Regions from separate parts of the Zea mays genome. Here all the other regions are linked to region 1. The links are chromatin contacts, called in public Hi-C maps. All regions are on one chromosome and are shown on one strand. The core of a region is the stretch at or near the end of the contact, and the rest is flanking DNA. Distances in the headings are between cores, read along the strand shown. Region 1 holds the start of LOC100277758. Region 2 holds the start of LOC100283389 (cytokinin-O-glucosyltransferase 1). Region 3 holds the start of LOC103645607.

Evidence for each region. A called contact is a pair of places that touch in the nucleus more often than the background predicts.
Region 2: a contact with region 1 is called in a Hi-C map of ear, with 4 times the contacts expected there. The contact joins the promoter of LOC100283389 here to the promoter of LOC100277758 in region 1. A contact is called at or near these places in 5 of 25 Hi-C or Micro-C datasets (bundle sheath, ear, endosperm and 2 more).
Region 3: a contact with region 1 is called in a Hi-C map of leaf, with 7 times the contacts expected there. The contact joins the promoter of LOC103645607 here to the promoter of LOC100277758 in region 1. A contact is called at or near these places in 3 of 25 Hi-C or Micro-C datasets (ear, leaf and tassel).

Annotation. Positions count from the first base shown.
Region 1 is chr1:282,023,069-282,025,768 of Zm-B73-REFERENCE-NAM-5.0, forward strand. LOC100277758 reads left to right here and starts at 1,328. Exons shown (of 7, transcript NM_001412145.1): 1 at 1,328-1,425; 2 at 2,009-2,331; 3 at 2,411-2,533; 4 at 2,626-2,700. The coding sequence starts at 2,086.
Region 2 is chr1:282,218,689-282,221,388 of Zm-B73-REFERENCE-NAM-5.0, forward strand. LOC100283389 (cytokinin-O-glucosyltransferase 1) reads right to left here and starts at 1,416. Exons shown (of 1, transcript NM_001156290.2): 1 at 1-1,416. The coding sequence starts at 1,402.
Region 3 is chr1:281,780,609-281,783,308 of Zm-B73-REFERENCE-NAM-5.0, forward strand. LOC103645607 reads right to left here and starts at 1,356. Exons shown (of 10, transcript XM_008668634.4): 1 at 629-1,356. The coding sequence starts at 1,077.

The sequences.
Region 1 (2,700 bases), core at 78-2,577:
TCTTCCAATAGATTACTGTTCAACTAGTTATATTTACTAGTGTAGAGTGTATGTCGTCTGTTAGCTCATTTTTAAAATAAAGAAAAAAAGAACGAAGGGATTATAAATTAAACCTTTTTGCAGATTTTGTTATATTTGGCTCAGTTATCATCGTTATACTTTCTCTGTTATGTCGTTCTTACTTCTCGATTAGTCAAACCTTTAAACTTTGTCTAAATATATACAAAAAATATATTAATATTTAGAGCTATTGTTGTGAACCTTTAGAAGACCATTTAAATAAATCATTTTATTTATTATTTAGATCAAAAGCATTTTGTAAACTATTTAAAAAATATGTTATCAACTATAGCTCCACCGCGAGCATTCAGTTGCTGCGCCGTCCATTAGCTGGATCGGAGATCTAACTGTACTACTACTACCTTGACAAAGTAAACTGGGTACTCAATTAATTATGGGGAGTTGGGCATGAGCAAGAACGGGTGGGATAAACATGCGGATAAGCAACGTATGGGTGTGGATATGGGCATGCACGGGTGTGATATGCCAAAGAATTCTTCTCGAGCAACGACATCGCACGATCGGGACCTTGTTTGTTGTGTTGATACTCGATAGCACACCGATAGGACGCATGTGATCATTAGGTGAGGGTGAACCGGTGAACACCCCCCCCCCCCCCCCCCCCCTCGCTGACACATTAAGCATTCTATAGATCTTTTGCTCTGTTCGTTGGAGCGTTGCTGTTGCAAAGTAGCAACTGAAACTCTTCAGGGCCTCTCATCCAGATGCTCGGTTAATAATAATCAGCTATATAAATATACCAGTATTCCTGCGGTTGCTGGCATTTTCATATCCATGATTTTTCCCCCGCTATAGACACGCCTTGTTCCAAAGAAAATGGAGTGATCATTCCACGGCCTTATCTTTCGCAGACGCGATTATTAATGCCTTGACAACGAAAGAAATGTGTGTGCGCGCTGCCGCGCTGCGTGTATAAGATAAGATGGGATTTTAGTGCCGTTGCAGTGTGCAGTCAGAACAGAATGCCCAGAAGGAACAAGGGAAGGGAGGAAGAGCCCAGACGGATTCCCTCCACGGGCCAGGAGCAGCCAAACAGGCCCATCTCGGGAGGCTCAGCGACAGCTACAGCGACAGGCCGAGGGCTCCCATCCTCGCGCTCGCGCTTTCCTCCGCGCGCCTCGCCAGTCGTTTTTTCATTATTGTGGGCCTCGAATTTCATCTTCGCTCGCCCAATTTTTTAGCCACTTAACCCCTCCATGTATCTATATATTCCCACGTCCCCACCTTTCCCGTCCCGCTGCAGTCCCACTGCCGTCCCACTCCCACCTTCTTGGAGACACCGCCAGGCGCCATCTTCCGGCCGCTGCCCGCCTGCCCCCTCCCCCCCCCCCCCCCCCCCGGGAGGTGAGGCCTGCTCTCGTCGCAGTTCGTTGCTCGCGTTCGGATTGTTTCAGCTCAGTATCTGGTGATGCGATCTGGACATATGGTTCCCGTACGCAGGCTGCTTGTTCGGGCTAGTATTCATGAGCCAGGGGATCTTCAGTTTTATTTCTTTGGCGAACTTTTTCGAAAGGGGAATACAGTTTAGTTTTCTTTTCTTTTCTTCGATACTGATTCGTCGTCTTCTTCTTCTTCCCATGGACCATGACTTCCGTATTTACTTTACGAGATATAAACGCGCAGATTTTTAGTCTCACGCCGGTAGTCAAACGAGTGTTAACTGACATCAGGTATTCTGGGGGGGAATGTGTTGGTCGGTTCATTCAGCAAGGGTTGCCATTGCTCATACTTCTACCTTATGACACGATGCGTGAGAAAGAGTACTCATTTCGCTCGGTTTTAATCTTCGGACGCATCCCTCATATGTTGCCACCAAACCCGGGAGATCAGCAGAATGCTTGTTGTAACCGAGCATAATTTAAGCATGCAAGATCTGCGGCGCTCCTAGTTCTTCTTCGCGAATAATTAGACCATGCTCTGTTCGCAGGTCGAACTGCCTTCTAGAGCCCTCTCCTGTTTTCAGGCGAATGTGCAGGTAGCTTGACGTCTGATGAACGCTCAGCCATGCTGCTGATGCTACACGAAACTCTTCCTTTCGTGAGGCCGACGAGTTCTTGCCGGGACCCAAAACTCTCCGAGAAGAGTGCCTCTGCTTTCCACGGTAAATTGGGATGCAGTGCGGTCTGCAGTTCAGCGGAAGGCTATCGTGTACAGAAGCCGCACATTGTTCACAGCTACAAAGTTAGCTTCACTAGGACCAGCCATCATCTGTGTAAAAGCTTAAACGAGAGAACTACAAGGCACTGCCTGGTATTCCTTGCCCTCCATTTTTGCGATTTTGGTCACTGTTTTTTTCTCCCACTCTCAAAAAGCATTTTGCTGTATGCAGCATCGGTTCCATGTTAATGCTTCGCCCGATGACGACGACTTCCGCTCATCGCGTAACATAGCGATCAGTTTGTTCAAGCGGTACAAGAATGTCATTGACCGAGGAGGTGGAGAAAACCTAAATGTATTGATTCTTGTTGAATCTTCACCATACTTGTTGCCAGAAGTTTTTTGTGTTAGCTAATTAGGAATTACTGTGTGTGAGAATGTAATCAGGAGTTTGTCAGTGCTGGAGTGACCGCTTACGCACTAGGGTGTACAGATGAGGGGCTTAGAAAGGAACTTATGGAT
Region 2 (2,700 bases), core at 166-2,665, 200 kb after region 1:
CACTGACAGCGGCGCGCGCGCGCTCCGCTAGTTCCCCGGCCCTGGCGTTCAACTTGTCGCGCTGCTCTCCGCCTTCCATGAAACCGGCCACGGCCCGCGCGATCGCCTCCGCCGGCACGATCTCCGCATCCTCGGCCCTCTCGCTGCGCCTGCCGCCGTCCCACAGGCGCACGCCGAAGGCGGCCACCTCGGTGGCCAGCCGCTCGTTGATGAACTGCTCGAACACTAACGGCCACGTGAGCACCGGCACGCCGGCGGACGCGGCTTCGAGGACCGAGTTCCAACCGCAGTGCGTCACGAACGCGCCCACCGACGGGTGGGCCAGAACGGCCAGCTGCGGGGCCCATCCGTGGACGACCAGGCCACGGTTGGCGACGCGCTGCTCCCAGCCCTCCGGTGCCCACTGGTCATCGCTGGAGTCATTGGAGCGGACAACCCACAGGAATGGCTGGTTCGACGCCTCGAGCCCCAGGGCGAGCTCTCTTGTCTGAGTCGCTGAGAACTCGGCCCAGCTCCCGAAGCAGACGAACACTACCGACCGGCTCGGTTTGGTGGACAACCAGCTCAGGCAGTCCGCGTTGCCGCTGCCGCCGCGGTGCATGGTGGAGCGCGATGGCTTTCCCAGGGGCCCGACGAAGTAGGCGCGGCGCGCCTCCACGCGGCTGAATTCCTCGCAGTAGGGCTGCTCCAGGTCGGCGAAGGTGTTGACGATGACGCCGAAGCCAGTGAGCTGGCACGCCCTCATCCGCTGCCACGCCTTGGAGAGGTGGTCGTCCTGGACCAAGAAGGTCGGGAGCTCGGACACCGGGATCGTGATCTCCTTCCCGGGCAAGCCCGGCACGGACAGCACCGTCCCAGCGGCGTCGGAGCTGGCCCGGCCGATGATGTCGGGCCGTATGGTGAACAGGCTGTTCATGGCGAGCAGAGCGAAGATTCCGACAGGGTGGAACGTGAGGCGCGGCACCCCGAGCTCGGCGGCGACACCGGTGGTCCACCAGAACGGCACGTCGGCGACGATGGCGTCGGGGCGGTGGTCCCGGAGCAGCGACTCGTGGGACGGCTGCACCACCTCCATGGCGCGGTAGACGCGCCACGCGTCGCGCGCGGTGGCGGTGGCGAGGCACTCCACGCCCTCCCCGAGGCCGACGTCCGGGAACGGGTAGCAGAGCACGCGCACGGCGTGGCCGGCGGCCGCGGCGCGCGCCACGGTCGGCGCGATGAGGGCCGCGTTGGCCGGCGTCACGACCACGGTCGCCTCCACCTCCGCGGGCCTTGCCGCGGCGACGCGGCACGCCATGTCGGTCTGCGGGATGAGGTGTCCCCGGATGAAGGAGGGCAGGAAGAACACCCTGAGCCTCCCGGTCGCGCCCGCCACGGCCGCGGTGTCGACTGCGGCGGCCATGGAGACTGCAGGACGCTCTGAAGCGCGAGCACGACACGGGCGGAAAGGCTACGGGCTACGGCGAGCGTTGTTCTTTGTGGATCCCCTTACTTTCGGGTCTCGGCGCGGCGCCTGTCCTCCCACCCAGATGCATGCAGAGCTTCCTGTGTGCAAGAGCGTGCCGTTGTGAGATCAGCTGTTGGAGCCTGGAGGCCATCCACACTTCAGCAGACATGCAAGGCGCACCAAGAATAGCTGGTGCTGGGGCAGGGGCGCATCGCCCGCGCATCCATGGTAAAAGGTGCCGTGATCCATATGGGACTGGGACATGGTGGCTTGGCGCCCGTACGTGCCCGGCGCCATCGCGCTCACGGCGGCTCTTATCTTCGGCGCGACCACTGCGTCTCACCGCTCGGCAGCGACATGCACTAGCAACTTGAGACCATGCATCCGCCGATCCGATGTGACGATGCCACCAACGGATTCGTGTCAGCAGTTCAGAGAATTGGAATTGGAGAAGAAACAAGAAAGGGATAAGGTTCGGATTTGGTCTGTATTAGCTCGAGATAACAATTTGCTTACAAGTTGTTCCATAACCTGTTCAGCACAAAGATGTTACACATACATAGCCCAGACTATCCGGGCAGTACAACCGAGTATTCAAAGTCCTAGGCCTTTCGCCCTTTACAGCCTCCTTTCCTCTAGTCCATCAACCCGAGTCACTACCGAAATCACGTTCTTTATCGAGTGTCTAAGACACTCGGCAAAGACTATTTTACACTCGACAAATATTTTATCGATAAAAGGTTCTTTGTCGAGTATTTTTTTTCGGACACTCGGCAAAAACTTTGTCGAGTGTCCAAAAAGCACCCGACAAAGAAAAACACTCGGCAAATTAAGAATCAAATTTTTTTAAAAAAATAGCAAAACATTTTTTAAAATTATAGAACAACTCTCCAAACCCTACCTACTATTACCTTACCTCAATTGCCCTATCATTTTTCACTATTATTTTGAATTCAAATTTATATGTTTTGTAAATGGTGAGATTCGAACTCGCAACCTCTCTCTCGCGCATACCCTCCTATACCACTACACTACTACATCAATTACATCTATATTACGTTTTCATTCTCCATGTACTATAACAAACCGAGAGTAATTTGATTATTTAAGGCATTAAATGAGTTCATTTGAAAATGTGACCAACTATAAAGTTGCATAACCTTTTGAGATCTACAAGTTTTATTTTAATAGTTTCTACATCCGAGACCGTTTATAAAATTTGAATTTTAAATTTGAAAACTTAACACGAATTT
Region 3 (2,700 bases), core at 106-2,605, 240 kb before region 1:
ATCAATTGAGCCATTTGATGACCCTAACAGTGATTCAGCAATTTAAAGGATGCACAATGCACATGGCTACCATTGTATTTTCAGCAATAAGGAAAGTTATGGAGATTCTACAGAAAGCAACCATCTTAATCAAACGCCAATGGATAGCCACTGGGTGCACCACCACCACCACCACCACCACCACCCACTGAAGCAATGAAGCACAATAAATAATGCACATGCATCATAGTGTTTGAAATCCGAATAGCAGGTAGCAGCTACCCACAATTCAGAATTTTTGTACTGTTATGAATTGAACAGTAAACAAATGAATAAAATTTATGACAGTAGCAAAGTAAAAAAAAACATATGCTCGACAATCATTCCCTCTACCTAAATTGACACTTGACAAAGAAATCATGGTTATCAGAAGCTACCTAGCATAGAGACATTCAGCCTACCAACAGACATTACTAATCATGGTTACCCATCCAAGCTTAGTCATAGACTCCATTTCCCCTACCATCATGCTACTGAATTGAATACTTAGTAGAAAAAATAGCTGGGAACACAACAAAGCAACAACATTTAAGCTCGAAAACAACACTTAAGCAGGCACGGGCAATTGAGTTCAAGGTTTTGCACATGCCTAATCGAGAAGTGGCAAATGGTGAGCTTGGTGAGGCACTTGAGCCGGGCAACCTCCGCCAGTATGGAGCACGAGGATGGCCTGGGCGGCACCATTGAGAGCTCGAGCTCCTTGAGAGCCTGCATCCGACGGAGCGGCGCCCCTGAGACCCTGGGCGCGGACACCTTGACCTGGAGGCTTTCGAGCCCGTCCAGCTCGTCCCCGGAATCCGCGGGTAGCACCTCCACATCGTTGCCGAAGAACTTAAGCGACCTGAGACCGCGGGCTCTGCCGCCGATGGAGCGCGGGACGAGGTTAAACGTGTTGCGGTAGATGTATATTTCGCGGCCGCCGCCGGCGGGGGGCGTGGGGAGGGTGGCGAGGTCCCAGACGTTGCCTGCGACGTCGGAGGCGTCGGATCTGCGGGCTGGGAGGTCTTCTGCGTCAGGGACGGAGAAGGCCGGGGCCATGGGGCGCCGCCGTACGGCGGCGCGGCGGCGAGGTTTTGGGCGGCGGAGCCTAGGGTTTCGTACGGGCTAGACAAAGGGGGAACGAGCAGGAGAGAGACAGAGAACGGGAGTGGGAAAAGTCTTTGTCTGTAATAAGGAAAAGAAAAAGGAGAGGAACGCGTGATACGGCGTGATGGCCAGATGGGACTCGGAGTCCGAGAAAGGGAAGACGAAACTCCAAGCCGAGCCTTGCCTTCACGGTAGGCTGCCGCACCGGGGGACTGGATCTGCATGTTATGCGCTATCATACATACTATCGAAGTCTGTTGTAGTCACGTTCGGTGTGTCACGTACAAAATATTGCTCTGCGCATAGTTTTAGCACTTACACATACAAAATATTCTGAAGAGCATCTCCAACAACAACGTGTCCTATAAAAATATCTTATAATTTAAAAATAAATATATTTTATATGGTTTAAGCCATCAACAAAATATTTTGTTCCAATAGTAAAGTATTAATTGTAACACTCAAAATCATATTTTGTGAGATATAAAAATTCCTCCAAAAGAGTTTAAGATAAAATGACTTCTATAAATGATTTTCTTCCTTTATAAACATATCTCTTTAATTTAAATAAATAATAATAAGTAGTAAATGTTGGATTGTGGAAGAACCTTTAAATTTTCATTCGAAATAGTATTTCTTAATAATGTGTGTACTTCAGCTTTGAAATACATTTCTAAATAAGTGAATAAGTAATTAATATATAAATAAAAATATATATGCTGGGATTCCTCGAATGTTGCACTTATATTTGAATTATTCAACTTCAATTTGAAGTTAATGTGAATTCAAAATTTTGAAATGAAAAATAGAAATAAGAAAAATAAGAAGAATAAAAGAAAGGAAATTGTCGGCGTTTCGACCCGGGGGGTCTCTGGACCGACGAGTAAAATTGTCGTTGCGTGTCCCAGCCCAAATGGGTTGGCGCGAGATGGAACACAAGGGGGAAAACGCGGCTCGTGTTATCCTGCGCCAGGGGGATGCGCTTGCAGTAGGGGTTACAAGCGTTCGCGAGGGAGAAAGAGCGAGCATGTTCGTCAGCCCGTCCTCCTGCGCGACCCTCCCGCATGAGGGCCCTGGACCTTCCTTTTATAGATGCAAGGAGAGGGTCCAGGTGTAGCTATGCGCTAACGTGTTCGGTAGAGAGGTGCCTGAGCCCTGTGTACATGCCAACGTGGCTGTCGGAGAGGTGCTAGAGCCCTGTGTACGCGGTATCGTGGTCGTCGGAGGAGCGTTTGAGCCCTGTAGAAGCACAGCTGTCAGGGCTGTTGGGACCTTGCTGACGACTCCTTGCTTCCGTAGGGGGCTGAGAACCACCGTCGTCATGGACGCACGCGAGGAGCCATCATTACTTGTTACCGGGGCGAGCCTGGATGGGACGCTGGTCTTGTTCCCCCGTAGCCTGAGCTAGCTAGGGGTAGGGTAATGATGTATCCCCCGTGGCGCGGTCGGTCCGAGCCCAAGGTCGGGCGAGGCGGAGACTCCTCCTGAGGCCGAGGCCGGGGTCGGGCGAGGACGCGGTTCCTCCCGTGGTCGAGGTCGAGGCCGAGCCCTGGGGTCGGGCGAGGCGGAGACCAC